Linked DNA regions of Mus musculus: region 2 is linked to region 1. The links are chromatin contacts, called in public ChIA-PET maps. All regions are on one chromosome and are shown on one strand. Each heading gives the region's core, a stretch centred on a gene start, on an enhancer-like site or on the middle of the called end of the contact. The rest is flanking DNA. Distances are from core to core; before and after follow the strand shown. Region 1 overlaps Rap1b (RAS related protein 1b). Region 2 has its middle 6.9 kb from the start of Gm32663.

Region 1 (6,849 bases), core at 1,651-4,150:
CTCAAATCATAAAAGCAGCAGTCTGCTCTGCCCAGGGGAGGCAGTTTTCTAGTATGGTCAGTTTTTTGCTTAAGTAAGTAATAACTGTATGCTTAGTATTTCCTGCCTTCTCATGCTGAAGACCCTCACAGCCTCACTTCAGAAAGCTCCCCAGGTCTAGCAGCACTGTCAGAGGCTCTCATCTGACTCCTTGAGCTCATCTCCCTGACCTGCTACAGCAAGACTTGTAACCAAGTAGCCTATGGAGAAGGCAGCTGGCTTTCTGATTCGCACTGTGAGTGGAACCACTTGTCAACACTGTTTGATTCTTTGCTCATCTATCTGTGAGGTTTTGTCTCACATTTGTTTTGGCCTGGGTGGTCTTGCTTTCACCTGTTACAGAGAACGCAGGGAAAAGGCCCCATAAGCTTTTCAAGCTGGCCCATTGGGGACTGAAGATGAGTAAAACCAACCATCAGTTCAGGCAAACATGAGGGACTAAGCTCAAACTTCACCTGGATCACCTATAAAACCCTGATGGTGACAATCATTTTATCAGTTTGTAATCATTTTGCCTTCTAACAGATATTTTGTCGGGGGAACCTCACAATCTACTGGGAAACCTTTATTCTCCTGTTTGTTTTTTAGTGGTAGGGTCTCATTCCAGACCAGGATGGCCTCGAACTCGCAGTTATTCTCAGTTTCCTCAGTGCTGGGTGGGATTAGAGATGTGTGTGTAAGGAAGACACTTCTTTATGTTTAAAGTGTAAGCACAGGAAACACTTTAATTTGTAGGAATAGATTATAGCCTGTGAAACATGTAGCTCTTAAGTATGCGGTTAAGGTCTGCCATATGCCAGCATCCAAGTACCCTATACTCTCATCAAGGTTTAGAGGATTGAATTATTACAAGGCACTTTTTCTTGATGGTGGGAATATCTTCTTGTCATAAACACACCACCACAGCTACATTTCCTTCTGTGTCAGAAACAGGCTGCACACCTTAGGGAATCTGTGGAGACATGTTCTAGAACTTTAGCTATACCAACTGAACTACCCCTCACTTATGAAGGCAGTTAAAAGCATCAAGACAGGGGATGCAAACAGCCCAACATGTTCTGAAAACTGAAACTTATTAAGAAATCTTCCTTAGGGACACACTGGTCAGTGTGTGTGCGTGCGTGCGTGCGTGCGTGTGTGCGTGCGTGAATTACATAAAAAACCCTCTCTGAAAGCACCGCCTCAATATGTTTTTGTGTATTTTTCAAATATGATACAGATTTTTAAAGGTCTGACTATAATGTCACAATTTGCCTACACATACACTGCCCATAACTAGGAAACCTATTAACAGTATTGAGTATTCAACCAAAGGAAGATATAAAGAGCTACATTTTCTTCTTCCTTGTGGCTTGGTAACCCAAAAATCTCCAAGATGCTTCATTCAGTGAAAACCCTTTTTTCTAATTTCTAAATAGGGCAATAGCAGGGCTTTCTCTCCAACTATCATCCAAATTGGGGGAGGGGGGAGGGAGGGAAACGGTCACGAGAATTAAGCTTGGGAAGTATAAAAAGGACAAAGTGGGGTATGGTGCTGGAGTTGAACTCAGGTCTTCTTGTGTATGTTAACTCACAGAGTCATCTCTTCAGCCTCAAAAAGCAAGATTTTAAAGGCCTGATTATGCCTGATTATTTTTCCAGTAAAATTCTATGCCAAAGAGTCTACAAGTAGCTACAAATGCTCCCCTTAGAATGTCGGTAACAAGCAGTTTTCTTATCCTCAAGTTGTTTAGTTTAACTCTCCTCCCTCAATTGGAATTCTTCGATGTTAAATTACAAAGGGCTAAGTAAAACCCCTTAACTACTAGTTCCTGATGTCAAGGGATGCTACTTCTCCCACTAAACTCTGCAAGTGAGATGATGCCTGACTTCTTTCCGCCTCCAAGTCCCAAAGTAGCACCGCAACGGTTCCTGATGATCACCAACGTCTCCTTTCGCTTCCAAAAACTTTAACTAATTCAGTGTCAGGACACACAGCCTAACCTGCTGGGCACAGTAACAGAATTCAGGACTGAGCAGGTTTAAAAATTATCTTTCAAGAAAAAAAGAGGCCCAGATTCCTGTCAAAAATAAAACTCTTAGCCAGGTGTAGTGGAGCCTCTGCTTTTGGGAAGCTGAGGCAGCAGGACGGGGGAGTCGGGGCCACAGTGAGGCGGCCTCACAAACCAAACATAACGAAGAACCAACCAACATGAAGCTGCTTACAGCATTCTGTCCGTTCTGACCAGATTTAGTACCACAAATAGGGAAAAGGTCTCTCCTACCACTTCATGGGTTAGTATTAACAGTTCCAGTAAATAGAGCTATAATCCCAACCAATCCTGCCAAATCTTTTACTGAAATCTTCAGGAACAAAACCTGACCTGCAACTCAAGACCATGTCTTCCAGTTCTGTTACACACGTCACCTTTGCGTTCAGGACCTGATTGCAGGGAATGCATTAACTGCACTACAGGCTTCTCTCAGCCGAGTGACCAGATAAACAAGGCCCTGACCCAAAACAAACAAACAAAAATCCAAAACAAACAACCCAACCCTTTTTTCTTATTAGACACGTTGCTAGCTCTCCAGGCAAGTGCACTTACTTGTCAGGCTTCCTGTGCAGGACAGTTTAGATAACTGCATTATGAATATTAATTTACTACTTGCTATAGATAGTAGACTATGACAGGAAGGGTTTAAGGTAATTTTTATGATAAACTAGAAAAATACAGTAAAAGTTAATGCTGGACTGGGCATGACCTTTGTCATTATTTGGCCTTTCTGTATGTGTCACTTCCTTAACGGATAGGATTAACAGAATCCCTTCAGAGTTTCGAAGATCAAATGAAACACAGTGCCCAAAATGTTAAGCGACTGAGCAACACAGTAAGTAAGCAGAGAGTGAATATTAACCCGCTGTTCTAGAGATCCTAGCTACCTAGCTGTTCACAGTGCTTGACTTCAGACAGCCAAGGAACTCTAAAAGCAGCACTGAGGAGACACATGGACTCTAAAAGCTGAGGAGACACATGGCTGAAGCACTTGCCAGTCAGCTGTGACACCTGAGTTTGACTCCCAGCACCCATACAAAGGCTGGGGACTGTAGCCACTATCTGTAACTCCAGTGCTCTTCAGCAAGATGAAGGCAGACAGGGTCCCCAGAGGTTGCAAGTCAACTAGTCTTGCAAAGGTAGTGGCAAACAACAAAAGGTCCTAGTCTCAAACAAGCTAGAAGATGAGGACTGACACTGGAGGCCGTTCTCTGACCTCTGCATGTCAAGGTGTGCCACACACATGCCTGCACTCACACACATTTTAGCTATGATATATGTGGTGGCATGTCGGTAATTTCACTAGTCAGGAGGCTGAGACAGGAGGATCTAGGGTTTATGCCAGTATGGGCTAGACTATAGACCTCAAGAAAGGAAATGAAACAAAAAGCATCCAATTGTAAAGGCAACGGTCTGGGAGGAGGCAATCAGTACTGGTGACCCATCAGGATCTTCCATTCTCCACTGCATTTTGTGCAGACTTATTTTTGACAAAGAAAAAGTATGACACAGGAAGATGAACCAAACACACAAGTCCATTATATACTTGAGTTTCCATGATCACAAGGCGGCATTAATGTTTCTGTGTAAGACAAACTCTCACATAGCCCAAGCTGGCCTGGAACACTATCCTCCTGCCTCAGCAAGCATGCGTATTTTTGGTTTTGGTTTCTGTTCCTGCTCTCTTCCTTTCTTACAGGGCCTTGTGCCTAGCCTGGCCTAAATCCGGATCCTCTTTATCATGTCAACCTCTCTGAAGTTCTGAGACTACCTGTGCAATCAGTGTATTTAGCTGCCAGCTCTGCTTCCGGCAATGCCATCAGGTGTAGGGGCATGTTGAACAGTTATGTTCTACTTGGTCTTATTTTTCTAAGATTATTTTATGTGTACGACTGCTTGCATGAATATATGTATATTGTCTAAGTTCCTCACCTCTGGAATGGAAGTTACAAAGTTGTGAGCTTTCATGTGGACACTGGAAACTAAACCCAGGTCTTGCAAGAGCAGCACGTGCTTTTAACTGTTGAGTTCTCTCTAGCCCTAGCTTTATCTGCTGATACAATCTGCAATGGTTAGCAGCCAATTTACTGTAAGTTACATATCTGCTATTATTGAAAGATATTAACTTTTGCATCCTATGATTTATATAACAGAAACACATACAAATGCCAAGCCTAAGGAATAAGGAGGTACAGACCTTCCTAAGCACAGATCTACACTCCATATATGTCTGTGGTCAATAGTTAAACCACTGGGAAAAACAAGAGGGGGAACTTTTAGGCTACTTCACATTTCATTAAGCTATCACCCGATAAGCTATATATAGTTTCCAACCAAAATTTCTGAATCAGATCACGTTCTAGTAAAGCCAAAATATGACACTAGACATTTAAAAGCCAGAGTGCCCCAGTGCCCTCCAAGCAACACTACTTACTGGGTATTCTAATGCCTTGGGAAAGTCCACTAACAATGGCATGTAAAAAAGATGGCTACAGAATAAAATATATGTTGATAGGCATCTACTTGGTCTTACATGTCTTAGTTATAAAAGGGAATAGAGCACACTTGCTCTCAAGAAGCCTTATAGGGAAAGACAAAACAGAGACTAAGCGAGGGATATGGCTCAGTGCTTGGCTGTAACCTAGCATCAGGGTGTGGGTTCAAACTGCAGTGCCACCAAAGGTGGGAGGAGCGTGTGCTATGAGAAACACAATGAAGACTTCAAGTGGAAACCAGGAACTGACTTATAGAGAACTACAGCGTTTCAATAGAAAAGAATATACCAAGGCCAAAAGGAACAAAGGTATCAGAGGAAGTCTAATATGGAATTAGAACTCTTCAGAATGAAGCCTGACCATCACACAGGCACAGGAAGAGGAAAGAAACAACACCAAGTATTTACAGGAACACAGGAAAAAGCTCTGCTCTGAAAACCGCTCAGGGGCCTTGACTCAGCAGACAACCTAAAGGGTAGTATGTTATATTGAGAAACGGAAAATACTTAAAAATCAACGTAAGAATTCTAATAGTACAAGTATCTAGTAGTAATTTAATAGCAGGCAACAAAATGACACATCCAAATTATTGTGAATTTTTATTAAGATCAATATATAGACTACTCTTTTTTTTTGTTTGTTTTGCTTTGTTTTTTTATTTTTCGAGACAGGGTTTCTCTGTATAGCCCTGGCTGTCCTGGGACTCAGAAATCTGCCTGACTCTGCCTCCCAAGTGCTGGGATTAAAGGCGTGCACCACCACCGTCTGGCTTATGGCCTATTTTTAAAACATGAGCCCCAATTCGGAACAGAAACCCGCTTTATAATAATGAAAATCAGAAAAAAAGGGCCAGAAATAATATAGCACAAACAATATACCATATAGAGGAAACTGCAAGAAACTGACCAAAGGACCTTTAAGAAAGCTGGTGTTTCAACTTGATTCCACAGCATTGCTTGGATACTAAGTGTCTGCTGATAGCACAGCATCTGCTGGTCAAGGCACACTGAAGTTGCAGTTGGGTAGCTACACTGCTACAGAACACAGCACCTCCAGTGTTTGCCTGAGGTCTCACACACAGGGGCAGGCATCCCTACCTCACCATAACAACTGCTTTTAGGTTAGCCGTGATGATGGCACAAATTTTAATCTCAGCACTTAGGAGACAGAGGCAGGAGGATCTTTTTGAGTTCTAGACAGTAAGAGCCACATGTTGAGATCCTGCCCATAAAACAAAACAAACACAAGAATGAACACAGGATAAAATTCCCTCCAGGCTGTGTGACGTGCATAAATTGTCTCGAGTTTGTCCCAATGCACACTAACAGTTAAAGTTAAGACAATTAAATATCCTGTGGACTAGGGTCTAGGTGTCATGATCAATGCTGTATAATTAAAACTTAATGCAGAGCCTGGAACAGAAAAGATACTTAGGGGTCGAACCTGGCATCTCCTGGGCAAGCATTCCATCACTGAGCTGCATTTCCAGCAGCTGCAAGCTGTGTTTGGAAACAGCTTGACTGGAACACAGTCACGCCATTCAATGAACATCATCTTTGATTGTCACCAGGTTAAAATGGCAGAGCTGAATGGCCCTGATAAGGATGTCAACAAAGTCTAAATTATTATCCTGCCCTTTACAGAGGCTTGCAGGCCTATGTCCTGTAGTATAGACCCTTAAAGAGATGAGGAAGATTCTGCCTATTACTTTAGTGGAGACAAACTGGTATAGAGCTCAAACATCAACTCAAGTTATTTGCTGCCTGCTGGGCAGTGGTGGCGCACGCCTTTAATCCCAGCGCTTGGGAGGCAGAAGCAGATGGATTTCTGAGTTCGAGGCCAACCTGGTCTACAGAGTGAGTTCGAGGACAGCCAGGGCTACACAGAAAAGACCCTGTCTCGAAATACCCTCCCTCCCCCCAAAAGATATTAGCTGCCTGTCTCTATGAGCAGCTCCAACCCAAGGGAATTGAAGGGAAAAATTCACACACACACACACACACACACACACACACACACACACACACCCGTGAGGGGAGGGAGAGAGGGGGGAAGAAAGAGAGATAAAGGGGAAGAGAAAAAGAGAGGGGGGGGAGTGAGAGAGGGGGAGAAAGAGAGGGGAAGAGAGAGGGGAGAGGAATAGGGAGAGAGAACCCCCCCACACACACACTTAGCAACGTCTACTGTGGGTTAGGGACAGGAACAGCAGGGTTAAACTTTGCAAAGAAAGATGAAAACTTGTCTGAGAGGAAACATGAACTATCTTTTTGCTTTGTAAAGAT
Region 2 (6,849 bases), core at 2,929-5,428, 180 kb after region 1:
ACTTAGTCTCTCTCTCTCTCTCTCTCTCTCTCTCTCTCTCTCTCTCTCTCTCTCCCTCTCTCCCTCCTTCCCTCCTTTCCTCCCTCTTAGCTTGAGCCATCTCTCAGTTTAAGTTAGCTAACAGTCAGGCATAGTAACACACAGGGAAAAACTCACATAAAGTGGAAGGGAAAAACTCCTCAGGAGGAGTGAGGCAGAAGGAGGATCATGAGCCCAAGGCAAATATTGGTAACTTCCGTAGGAGTTCGTCTCAAAAGTGCTGAGGGGTGCTGCGAAGACCTAGCCCACAAAGTTAGACGACATCTGTGAAAGACTGTGTGGACAGAATGAAGTCTCCAAATAGTAGTTAGGGCTGTTATTGGGACGGTTTTTCAGGCAGGGTGAAGGAGAGAGAGTGAATAGGAGGGAGGAACAGAGAACCTTGTTAACCCACCCCCTCACGCCCCAGTCGTCTTCTGGCTGAAACCCTAGTTTATCCTGTGAACGCAAAGCTAATAATACTATCCAATAAACACGTGTGCTTAGAAATTAGTCTGGGGTAAGGTTGGATCTGCTTGGGAGGTTGGTACTGACATCACACGCTTCCAGCCGGAGGCTGGCAGTCAACTTGATGCTCTATTGTTGCCTGCTTTGGAAAGAGCGGGTCTAAATCTGAGCTTTTCCCTGTTTAAACTACTTCTGCTGAGCCCTGTAGCGTTGATTATAGGCCTCACATTCTCCAACCGATTGTGTCATCCCTGATGCACCTCCAGACACATAAATAGCTCATACAAAACACAGACATTTCAAAAGTCGCCCATGTCTAACCCTGCACCTTCCTGGGTCCTGGTAAGTAGCTGGGGTATTTCCATATCTTTCCTGCTACATGGTCCCCAAACCATCATAAAACCCCTTTAGAGTCTTCCTGAAAAGAGGCAAGCACATTTGGAAGAGCTTCTGTGGGTGACCTTAGCTGTTCTCTGCCGACAGACGACAGAACAAAGGATAATAATAACTGCTCCGGAGGCTGCTGGAGCCAGAGCAGACTCACCAACGAACACCTGGTATGTGGCAAGTAGCCAAGAGGCATAATTGCTCTTAGTGTTTTTTTTTTTTTTTTATTAATAACAACACAAGAAGCACTCGGGGCAAAATGACATTTGAAACAAGTCCTGGAAAGATCTGTTTATACTTAACAGTCAAGAGGCTGCTCATTTGCGTTACCCACGTGTTGATTCAGAAGACGACCTCTGTCTTGGTGGCAGAGGCAAACGTTAGCACTCGACAAGGGCTGATGTATTAGACGGGGGTACTGCTCAGTCAATCAGAAGCTACTGAAGAAGATGACCCGAGCCGAGCTGTGTCTGTGCAGCTGTTAGCATTGCAGTTTAATTGAGCAGATGTTCCGACTGTCACTCCACCCGACAGGGACTGGAAGACTCAGGAGCCATTAAGGATGGACCTCTGCCTCACAGAAGACTCCGGGTTTCACCTCCTAATTCTCTGCTAACCTTAAAAGGGAAAACATCACAAATGTTCCCCTACCCCTGCCCCTTCCCCTAAGCCTCCTGAGTGAAACAAAGCAAAATAGAGCAACAACAAAACCCACTGCCTAGAATGGAGATACCCCATTCTCTTCTGCTCCCAAGAGTAGATCCTGACATGCAATTGTCTCCTCCTGTAAGAGTTAGCCCAGCTGGGCCTGGCAATCACCCGGAGGGAGACCACGCCTCCGGAAATCTGATAGACCTGAAGGAGTGTGAAGGGGACAGGAGGAATAATTATCCCCTTAATGAGATCACGCACTTATACCTCCCAGAAGCCCCTCCCTCAGGGTAGCAGTTTTGTAGATCTTCCCTGCTGAGTCCGCTCCATTTTTGAGTTCTAAATTCAAAGCACGTGCTATTCCTCCTGTTTCTGAATCTTTTCAGTAGCCCTACTGTGTGCTCTCCTGGCCTAGGGCCCTACTGTGTGCTCTCCTGGCCTAGGTCACACCTTCCCTAACACTCTGGGCTTTGACACCTCCTCCCGTCCTGCAGCTGGCCTCCATCACCGAGCATCCTGGTTTTCTTGAGCCCTGTCTCTAAAGGAATACCATTCCCATTTCCATACCTCCCCTTCTTACAGCTTGCCCCCACTGCTGTTTTTCTTTCAAGAGCTAATAAAACGGTCCTTGAGCTCCCTTCTGGGTCTGTTTTTAAAGCCTTTTATTAATGAGACTAAGAACCCCAAAGGGAACGCAATGTTCCCGGTAGCAACGTTGAAAACAGCACTGCCTTATATTGTATCATGGAGCTAATGTTAGGCAAGATACCCTCTGCAGCTTCCGGCTCCGTGTGGCACCTGGGTCCTGGACCGGAAGGCTGCAAATCAGTGGTCAGGAGCTCTTCGGGCTGGTCCATGTATCCTGTCAGTCACAAGGCCTGGAGACCTATTCTTAGACTCTCAGTTCTTATAGACCTTATTAAAATGGTAATATCCTTGCTGGCATCAATCACTGACAAATTATGCACGGGAAACTTGGGCTCCGGTTTGCAGAACAAGCTTTTCTGGAGGGGATGGTTCACAGGGAAGTGCTGGGAAGTGGTAGCCATTCCTCAGGGAGTGAAAGGAATATGTAGAGTTTGAGGGGTGAGCAGGGCAGCCATTCCAAAAGGCTCCAGGAGAGGAAGCTGATGGGACCACGCTTTGTCTCTGTTGCCTGCTCCTCTGCTAGTAGGCGATGGTTGAAACTATCCGAGGTAGAACAGAGACTTGATCCCATATTCTACAGTCACGATATTAAACATTGGAGATAGTTTATGTGAAATATATCACTAAGCAAGCTTGTGTCTGTGAGAATATATGTCATACATCTAGATGGCATGGTCCACTATATCCCTAGGCGTGTGTGTGTGTATGCATGTGTTTGTATGTTGTGTATATGTATGTGTGTGTATGTATGCATGTATGTGTGTGTATATGTATGTGTATGTATGTATGTATATGTGTGTATGTATGTATGTGTGTATGTATGTATGTATGTATGTGTATATGTGTATATGTGTGCGTATATATGTGTACACACTTGTGTATATGTGTATGCATGTGTGTGTGCATGTGTGTATGTGATATTGCCTATTGCCACGGTGGGGGAAAATAGCATGAGATTAAATCAAACACACACACACACACACACACACACACACACACACACACACACACCACACTCAAGAATGACTTGGATCTCAGGCTGGTCTCAAACTTGTTCTGTAGCTGAGGTTGTCATTGAACTCCTGATCTTCCTGCTTCTGCCTCCCAAGTGCTTGGACACCAGGCATGTACTAGCATGCCCAGTGAGTCCTTTATTGATATTATCGAGTATAGTCTGTACATAGCTGTATGTGCTTTGTTTTTATACTAATAGCAGTTCAGTGAGTTTGCTTGGCCAACTTCATCATGGACATGTGTATTCTATGAAGGCCATGATGCTAAACCCCTGAAAATGTTCATCTCTATTATAATCTGTCCCACCCTGACAGAAGTATTACATGGCTGGTGCCTTGTTTGTACTAGAAACTAGAAAGAACAGGTGTTAGATGTACTAGCAAGAAAAGGAGTGTTCATTAGTGGTGAGGAAGGGAGTGCCAGGCTATTTGTAAAGCTTTGTATTTTAAAGTTGTAAATTATTTATAGGACTTTAAATATGTTGATAGAACAAATACCAATCTAATACTTTAATAGGCTATGGTGAGTAATATAGGTTCTTTTAGTGGGAGAAATTAGAATACTGTGTTAAATCATTCTTTATGGAGACACATGACTTTTACCACATTGAGGAAAAAACCCAACCTTATTGTCTTAACAGTAGCTGAAATCGAGAGTTCGTAGATGTTATAAGTGGTTCACGGAGCTGTAATGTGAGATGAGAGTAGATTTATCACTGCCTCTGATCATTGAATTTATTTCTTCTATTTATTTGGTACTTATTGTTGGTCTTCCTCGCTTATTATATTCAGATCTTAAATATTCCTCAGAGGGGCTTTCGTTAAAGGCTTGGCTGCCAGTCATACTGCTTTGGGAATATTGTTGTTATTCGTGGTCGTGGTGGTGGGACCTTTAAGAGGTGGGGACTAGCGGAAGGAAGGTATGTAGTTGGTGGTTTCTCCTTGAAGAGACTGCTGGGCCTCCAGCCTCTTCCTTTTACTCTGCTTCCTGGGCACAGGAGGCAGCAGCTGTACTCCCTGACACGGCGTCTGTCTCACTACGGTGATAGGAGAGTAGACAGTGAGGTCAACACTGGCAGAAATGTGGACCAGAAATCTTGCCTCACAGCAGACGCTATGCAAAGGACTCAGAAAGGTCCCAGCTGTGGGCAGGACACAGGCAGTGCTGGGTCTCTCACTTTCCACAGGGCAGATATTGGAGTCCTGGCAGATAGGTACCAGACTCAATTATTCACTGATCAAACTATAATCCAGAGACCATGAGTCAGCCCCTCCAAACCATGAACACACTAAGTCTTTTGTCTCTATAGGTTGATGTATTTCAGGTGTTTTATCACCAGGAAGGATCTGACGGAAGCAAGCCTGTGGTGAAGGGCGGGCCTGTTTCTCCATCCTCTACTGTCTTTCTGACGTCCCTGCACGGTGCCCAGTAAGATTGGCCTGTATTCATGGAATGAAGATTTATAATCCAGTCTCACCCATTGGCTCGAAATTACTGCCTTCCTAAATTTAACTACTAAAACGAGGTGTCTGGAAATCTTTAAAACAAAGACGAAGGCTTGATCTTGGCATGGTATTCATCATGAGTACATGTGCTGCTGGACAGTGGCTAGTGTAGCTTCATGTTTCCACATCTGTTATTTTAAAATAAATTATTCAGTGCTGCTAGATTACCTCTAAATGGTATCAATCAATTACAACTGGGGTGCTTGAGTCTTGAAGGAATAGACTTTTTTCTTTTTTTTTCTTTCACTTTTGTTTTCTTTCTTTCCATCCTTTCTTTCTGTCTCTGTCTCTCTGTCTCTCTGTCTCTCTGTCTCTTTTTCTTTCGATTAGATTGACTAAGTTCTTATCTCTTCTCCCCCAGGAAATATTAAAACGACTTGGCCTCTTGCCAGACTCTTTCCCTCCCACCTCTATAGAAGATTTAATTAGTGTGCACATTATTTGGGTTGCTCATTCCATTACTGCTGGGCAGGGGGCAGAGGAAGGCCCTTGAATAAGGAAAGTGAGGTAAAGCCCCACCCCCATCCTCAGAGAAGTGAAGTCTCCTGTCCCAGCTTTTCCTGGCAGTGAATAAAGGCTCCTAGGGGATGCTGAAGGCTTGCGTTTCTGTAGAAGTCCCTGCCAGGGCTTTCCATACCGAAATGAACCATTGTTGCCTGTGTCAGGTTTGCTCTTCATTTGCGTGGTGTATTTCTTCTGCGTCGGGGGTGTTACGGAAGCCCTAACCTACTGTGTTCATTGTCACAGATTTAAACGTTGGGTTTTCTGCAAGGCCACAAAAAAATGCTGTTTAAAGACATTAATGGGTAATTAGCATCTTGGGTTGCTGCAACATTTGGTTCTAGGACACATCTTAAAGATTATTAAGAGAAAAAGATTTGCTTTTAAAACTGGATTTGAGCCGGGCATGGTGGTGCACACCTTTAATCTCAGCACTTGGGAGTCAGAGGCAGGCGGATTTCTGAGTTCGAGACCAGCCTGGTCTACAAAGTGAGTTCCAGGACAGCCAGGGCTATACAGAGAAACCCTGTCTCAAAAAACCAAACAAACAAAAAACCAAAACAACAACAAAAAAATGGATTTGATCAGTGCATGCATAGAAATATCACACCAGACATCCATCCATCCATACATCCATACATCCATACATACATAAACAATTAGTACATGATAGTAAAAAACCAGAAACAAATACCATCTTGATATGCCAATAAAGTGCCTGGGATAGGATGACTAGCTTGCTACTAGTTAGCTAGTGACCTTGCAGTTTTAAAGGGGACAGTCCCGTATCTTGGGACCCTTGTCCGTCTGGATAAATAGAGAACCTTGGTCACCCTAATTGTCTCATGTTGCTGAGAGACCTTCTCGGTATCTCTTGATTTTGAGTATCAGTATCAGTTGATTTTGAGTCCAGCGTTGTGTTTTCAAGGGTAAAAAAAATCACAACCACAGCCAAGGAACCGCAGTCAATAGGTAGCTCAAGCAGCAAAGGAGCTGCTTCACGCAGAGTTCTTTGAAGCAGTGTCGTTTGGAAGCAGTTTAGGATTTAGATGTTTGTAAGTTGCTTCTTTTTGGCCCAAGAGACTCAGAATCAAGCTCAGAAGCATTTGGAAGCCAGAGAACTCTGAAGAATTCCAACAGGCTTAGCACAGCTCATATTTCAAGATTGAGTCCAGAGTAGCTGATGATCATACTGTTGGTATCAATTGTTCCAGTGAGGGGCTGGAGTGATGACTCAGTGGTCAGGAGCACTGGCTGCTCTTCCAGAGGACCAGAGTTCAATTCCCAGTACTCCCAACTGGCCATTAATCTAGTTCTGGGGATCCAATGCCCTCTTCTGGCCTCCACAGGCACTGCATGCACGTGGTACACAGATACACACGCAGGCAAAACACCAGTCCAAACAAAACAAAACAAAACAAAACAAAACAAAACAAAACAAAACAAAACAAAACGTTTTTTAAAAAGACACCAGTAAAACCTTTCACAGAGTGGAAGAATCGCTGCTACACAACAGTTCCATAGATGAGAACCAAGTTTCCACTCCACAGAGATCGGACACTAAAAAAAAACATTCCTCCCACCATGCTAGAGACACGAATGCAGAGGGATGGAAGTCAGCCATGCTTGCAACAGTTGACTCCATGTTTTAGGCACC

The links. ChIA-PET counts read pairs in DNA pulled down with a chosen protein or histone mark.
Region 2: a contact with region 1 is called in an RNA polymerase II ChIA-PET map of effector CD8 T cells, with 664 read pairs. The contact joins two enhancer-like sites. A contact is called at or near these places in 2 of 15 datasets of contacts at CTCF or cohesin (CD8 T cells and large pre-B cells), 9 of 484 Hi-C or Micro-C datasets (the G1E-ER4 cell line, bone marrow-derived macrophages, embryonic stem cells and 3 more), 5 of 115 datasets of contacts at active chromatin or transcription factors (CD8 T cells, bone marrow-derived macrophages, effector CD8 T cells and 1 more) and 4 of 9 other capture datasets (adipose tissue, embryonic stem cells, liver and 1 more).

Annotation. Positions count from the first base shown.
Region 1 is chr10:117,826,226-117,833,074 of GRCm38.p6, forward strand. The region is part of intron 1 of Rap1b (RAS related protein 1b); the gene reads right to left. Among named protein-coding and RNA genes, the nearest start is that of Rap1b, 16 kb to the right of the region's middle. Within about 2 kb of position 2,901, at least 54 of the 459 cell types and tissues checked have an H3K27ac peak or open chromatin away from gene starts, as enhancers often do. A contact at or near this core is called in CD8 T cells, effector CD8 T cells and regulatory T cells, where this site is marked.
Region 2 is chr10:118,002,828-118,009,676 of GRCm38.p6, forward strand. No RefSeq gene overlaps it. Among named protein-coding and RNA genes, the nearest start is that of Gm32663, 6.9 kb to the right of the region's middle. Within about 2 kb of position 4,179, at least 55 of the 459 cell types and tissues checked have an H3K27ac peak or open chromatin away from gene starts, as enhancers often do. A contact at or near this core is called in CD8 T cells, effector CD8 T cells and regulatory T cells, where this site is marked.